Regions from separate parts of the Mus musculus genome. Here region 2 is linked to region 1. The links are chromatin contacts, called in public HiChIP or PLAC-seq maps. All regions are on one chromosome and are shown on one strand. The core of a region is the stretch at or near the end of the contact, and the rest is flanking DNA. Distances in the headings are between cores, read along the strand shown.

The links. HiChIP or PLAC-seq counts read pairs in DNA pulled down with a chosen protein or histone mark.
Region 2: a CTCF HiChIP or PLAC-seq map of the NIH/3T3 cell line shows a contact between it and region 1, with 9 read pairs. The contact joins the enhancer-like site here to the promoter of M1ap in region 1. A contact is called at or near these places in 1 of 15 datasets of contacts at CTCF or cohesin (the NIH/3T3 cell line), 3 of 115 datasets of contacts at active chromatin or transcription factors (effector CD8 T cells, embryonic stem cells and pancreatic cancer cells) and 3 of 9 other capture datasets (adipose tissue, liver and pancreatic islet).

Annotation. Positions count from the first base shown.
Region 1 is chr6:82,945,591-82,948,386 of GRCm38.p6, reverse strand. M1ap (meiosis 1 associated protein) reads right to left here and starts at 1,465. Exons shown (of 10, transcript NM_033079.2): 1 at 1,435-1,465.
Region 2 is chr6:83,013,262-83,016,057 of GRCm38.p6, reverse strand. All of the region lies in intron 7 of M1ap (meiosis 1 associated protein), which reads right to left. All of the region lies in intron 2 of Gm32644 (a long non-coding RNA gene), which reads left to right. Among named protein-coding and RNA genes, the nearest start is that of Gm32644, 7.8 kb to the left of the region's middle. Within about 2 kb of position 1,412, at least 157 of the 459 cell types and tissues checked have an H3K27ac peak or open chromatin away from gene starts, as enhancers often do. A contact at or near this core is called in the NIH/3T3 cell line, effector CD8 T cells and pancreatic cancer cells, where this site is marked.

The sequences.
Region 1 (2,796 bases), core at 216-2,715:
TTATTTCATATTGCTGTAATATGCCTGCCAGCCACTGACAAGAAAAAGAATAACTTGACTCAGAACAGGATCATGCTGATGACATACCATGTTATGTTATGTTATGTTATGTTATGTTATGTTATGTTATGTTATGTGGTTTGTTAATCTTAAGAAATTCTACAAAGCTTCACCTAGGACCCATCAAGTTAAAGGTCAATTATGAGTTGTTATGTCTAAAATACCTTGAGTCAGAGCTGGCCCACTGGGTAGTACTTCCTGTACTCATTATAGTTTTCATGTTTTTTCCCTTTATAAGCTAACAGACAAAGATGTCCATTGTTATACTTCAGATAATTCTGAGCTATGTCTCACATAAACTATTCTGCTTAACTGAGATCAGTGATTGTATGTTTTGTGTGGTGATTCCTGAACCCCAACAGAGATATCACCCTTAGTTCCAGACCAGAGACAGAAAGATAGACAGATGAGAAGAGAGAGGGACAGAGAGACAGAGTTAGAGAGACAGAGACAGAGATGGGGGGGACAGGCAGACTCCTCCCCCCACACACGACATTGAGGGGGAAAGAATGCATGCATGAATGAAAGAATGAATGAATGAAAGAATGAGAATGAATTAATTCTTCCTTCTGTCAGTCAGTCAGAGGGCTCTGGCCAGAGCGGGTCTTAGGCCTTGGGCCTCTCTAGTCCTGTCACCCCTCAAGCGACCAAGCCCTAGTGGACTTCACCGACCCAGCGATGGTGATGCAGTTCTCGGGCTGCACCTTCGTACCCGCCCAGATACACGGATCTAAGGTGTGTTCTCAAACCAACCTCTGAGGCGCAATTCTGACTCCCAAGCCCTTCAGTCTTTCCTTAGCCCAGAGGTCTGAAGACTGAACATTATTACCATTCAGTCAGGCTGTCTGGTCCTAGAGAGAGCGCCATCTCTGGGAAAGCTCACCTCGGGCACGGCCTCTCGAGGGAACTCCTCAGGAGATTACTCAAGAGAACTCCTTCAGGCACTGCCCCTCAGATATGGTCACCTCAGGCTCCGCTCCCTCAAGAGTCCACCTCAGATGCCTTCCCCAGGGCAAGTCCCTCAGGCTTTCCTGCTTGGTTACCCCTTCCCCAGCAAACAAAAGCAACGCTCTAGTGCTCCAAAGCTCCAGCCTAGAACCTAAGTCGCTCACTTAGGCAACTATTTTTCAATTGGAAGGTACGCCTCCAGACACCCGGTTGGTGTCCCCCCTCAGACCTTCCCTTCATGTTCCTTCAGGAGTCTCTTTCTGGGGCAACCCGTCAACCCCGAGTTCTGGTAACTCCCTCAGGCGAATTTTTTCTCAGGTACCTGCTGAAGAGAGTCCCCACTTCGGGCACCTTTCTCTGGAGTCCCTCTTCAGGTAGCACCCTCAGCGCACCCACCACTCCGTCTCAGAAGTTCCCTTCACTCACCTCAAGCTCAGCACCTGCACGCCTTCCTTCCGCTGGCTCAGCCTCAGAGTTCCTCTCTTATAGGGACCTCCCCTTGTAGCACCGCCCCTCCCAGAGGCTCCTCCCACTGAGTCTCCCGCCGCCTGGGCCTTCTTCCCCTCAGGCTCCTCAAGTTCAGACATCACTTTGGTGCCGCTTGTGGCCCCAGGGTGTGAGGCATCAGGCCATCTCACTGCACAAGGCCCCTCACCCGCGAGCTCCGGACCTCGGGAATCACTCAGCTTCATTCCTGGAGTTGTCGCTCAAGTTCTAGGGTGTCCTGAGAATAGTCCTCTAGGGTCCATGAGCAGTTGTAGATTTCAGAAAAACATAGTGAAGATAACTTTCTCTTCGTACCCCCCCCCCCCCATCAAACACAAGATCTACTGTGTTCTTGCCTTTAACTTTTCCTGTCCACAACTTTCTTCAGTTGGCCAACTCTTACTCAGTAACCCTGGTGGTGAGCTGTACCATGCAGTAAGCTATGATTTGGGTATGGAAGTGCACAAACAATGGCCATCGTGTCCCCTGTCCCCTCGTAAAAGAAAATTGCCTTTTTTTTTTTTTTTTTTTACAGTGTCTCTGTTTTTTGGTCTTACAGGTGCATGCCACCATGCCTGATCCAATGGCATTTGTTAATGCATTGCTAATGTATTTGTTAAAGTAATGTATGTCTCAATTTGGACTGTAGGAATACTAGAATTATTTTTACTTCTCTTAATCTTTCATGAAATAATTAAGGAAAATACTATTAAGCAGATATTCTAGGTGGGAGGCTGATATAAAAAGATTTTAATGAGTTACAAGGGACAGATTTAGAGTCTGTCTATGAAAAGTTTTTGAGGTTAAAAAAAGATGGCCTCATTGCTTCGTTTCTTTTGTTTTTGTCTTTTAAATGTTTATTTAGTGTTATTGTACGAGTATGAGTGTTTTTACCTAATTGCATGTCTGTGTGCTGAGTGCGCAGTGCCTGAAGAGGCCAGAAGAGGGCGCTGGATCCTCTGCAAGTGAAACTCATGTTGCTCAAGTAATCCTCCTGTCTCGACCCTCCTGAATATTGTGATTACAAGTGTGAGCACCACAACCTGGCTTAAAACGTATTTTCTTTTACTTTCCTTTTCCCTCTTCTCTTCCCTTCCCTTCCCTCTCTCCCTCCCTCCCTCCCTCCCTCCCTCTCCTTCCCTTCCTCCCTTTCTCGCTCCCTCTTTGCTCCCTCCCTCTCTCCTACTCTCCCTTTTCTTCTCTCTCTTCCTCCTAGAGATTGATGCAAAACAAATTCTTCCTCTGGCTATATCCCTAGTGCCCAACTTGAGCCTTTAAGCTTATAGAAACCAATTCTAAGGT
Region 2 (2,796 bases), core at 163-2,662, 68 kb before region 1:
GGAGGAGACACAGACCAAGTCAGTTACCTGTTAAGAACACTCTGCCCTGCCTACTCTTGTCCAGCTGCCTGCAGCTATGCACTGTGTTCCTGGTTTCAGGCCTTTGTGAGCCGTCGCCCATGCTGGTGTGGGTTTTTGGTAATGCAGCTGTCTCTGAGTCATTTCTGTTCCTGTAAGTAACCCCTTGCCCATATTCCCCTAAGGAATCCCAATAGAACTCATTGATTCACCAAACTGGACTTTAGTGGTGTCTCTACTTTGGTCTGTCATCAATTTCCTATGTAGAATGGAGAGATGTTTGTTCTTGTCTCCAAGAACTGTTATCATATAATATAAAGACAGAGAATACTATTGATCAGAAAGACTGGGTAAATCTTTTCTGATGAAAGTCAGATACCCAAATAAAACAAACTTTGAGGAAGACAGAAATGGAGCAAATTTCAGAACAGAACAGAACAGAACAGAACAAAACAAAACAAAAAACCAGGGAATGGAAAGTACACTTCTGACTGCATTTGACTAAGGCTTAAAGCATTGTGCAAAGTGTAGATGGAAAGGTTATGTAACTTTTACAGCCGAGGAGCCTGATAGGTTGACACCAATGGCTAGGATCTGATTAGTGCAGCATGTGTCTTGTCCAGAAAGCTGCTGCAAATGAAGAGGTGGAGGAGAGGGAATATCAAACACACTCACCTATACTCTGACTTGTGCGGAAGCTCATGAACCTGGCAGTGAAAACACGGAGTGGCTGGGGTGAATTAGAGACTGTGCTGTGTGTGTGTAGTCGGGTGACAAAGGTGGATGAGAGCTCATGATAACAACTACGTCTGCATCTAGAGATCACCTCAGACCGCTTCTCCCTCCCAGGACAGTCAGAGAAGCTAGATAGTGTGGAATCTATGTTATGTGAAGAGAATACAATGGGAAATGTATAAAGCTGGTCCTTGAATACTGACAAAGAAGTACAGATTTAATGGTACAATTATAGTCTCTAGAGGAGAAAGATCCAGAGAGAGGTAGGAATTAGGCTAGCTCCATTTCCCTGAGGGCATACGTTGACTTTGAGTGGGAGGGGATGGTGGTAGTCATAGTGGTGGAGCTCAGAATCTAGGATTCCTATCTGTTAAGAGATGTTTACAAGGAAGCAGATCTTTTGGCAGAGATCTGCTGGTGGGGTAGGGTGTGACTCAAGCCAGTTTTCCACTTAGGACATTTGTGATATACTAGAGTTAAATGGATTTGGAGGCAGAAATTCGTGAGAGAAGCTAAGTGTTTAAGGAGACTTGGGTGGAAATGATCAGGGTTGAGACCTTTTAGGGTGAGGAGAGACACGCAGCACACCAGGCTTGTCGCTGAAAGCTCTGGAAGATAGGCTGAGCTGTAGCAGGATGGCTGCCCAGCTGTGACTCAGCACGGTACCCGAGTGCTCTATCTGCCTGGTGCAGGGAAGGGCGAGCCCTCTCTACCAACTGAAGCCTCTATAATACACTTATTCACAAGGTGAGGCTTTTACTAAATATTGTTATGTTAAAAAAAAAAAGTCATGTAGGACTGTAAGTTTGAAAACCAAAAGACAAAAGAAAGAATAAAAACAAAGGCACCGATTAAGGCTTAACCGTAAAGAGTCTTAAATGCTTAAAACTGCATGTGTTTGTTTGTATGGGTGTATGTGTGAGTGTGTTTGTGTGTCTGTGTGAGTTGTGTGTGTTTGTGTGTATGTGTGTGTGTGTGAAAGAGAGAGGAGAGAGGTGGGGGTGGGTGGGGTGTGGGAGTGATTGCAAGTATAGATTCTCTCCACTGTGGAGGTCCCAGGGATCAAATTCTGGTCATTAGGCTTGAACTGACTCCTGTAAGTTGTCCTCTGATCTTTACATTTGTGAGTGAGTTCTCACACACACAGACACACATACACACACACAAACAATGTAATGATATTGAAAGGAAACAATAAGAGCCAGGCACGATGAGACATGCCTTTAATCCCAGCGCTCAGGAAGCAGCAGCAGGTGGATCACTGTGAGTTCGAGGCCAGCCTGGTCTATATAGCAATTACAGGAAGGCCAAGACTATGTAGACGCTGTCTGAAAAAATCAAAACAGGAAAAAAAGAAAACAGGAGGAAACAAATGGAAATTATAAAAGTAGTAGCCAACAACTCTGTGTAAACCACACGCCAGATATGTGCCAGGTTTACACATGTAGTTCTAAGCACTCAAAAATATGCAAGGCACTTTTTATAGTTTCGGTTAGATGTGACAGAGACAAGAGCTGCTAGCGTGTCTCAGATGTGCCTCTTCCCTTTCTTTCTCTCCTGCTGACCGCTCACAGAAGCCTTGCTAGCGCTGGCCTTGAATATTTTACACAAGACCTCACAATGCTGCAAATTATGTCAGAGAAGCTAAGTCAGTGTAGACTCTGTGGCTGAGTGGGAGGAGGAAGGCAAAGAACAGGCCCAGAGGATGTGGTGAGAGTGACTGTGTGTGCACGCATGTGTGTAAAAGGGCTTAGGGACAGCATCTCTGGGTTACAGATAATTATTGAGTGAAGGAGAAAAGTCTATTCATTTCTATGCCATTGTAGTTATAAGAGGGCTCTTCTCTGGTGTTTTTGAAAACACAAATTAATTAGTTAAAAATTTCTTTTGGGTCACTGAATAATGTTTTTTAATATGTCATCCTGTAGGCACTAGACCGCAGGAGGTCACTGTGTTTGTTAGGGTTCTGAACACACAAATACACCATAGTTAGAGATGTGATTATGTTTCTGAAGTTCACAGTCAGGAAGCAATAAAGGAGCA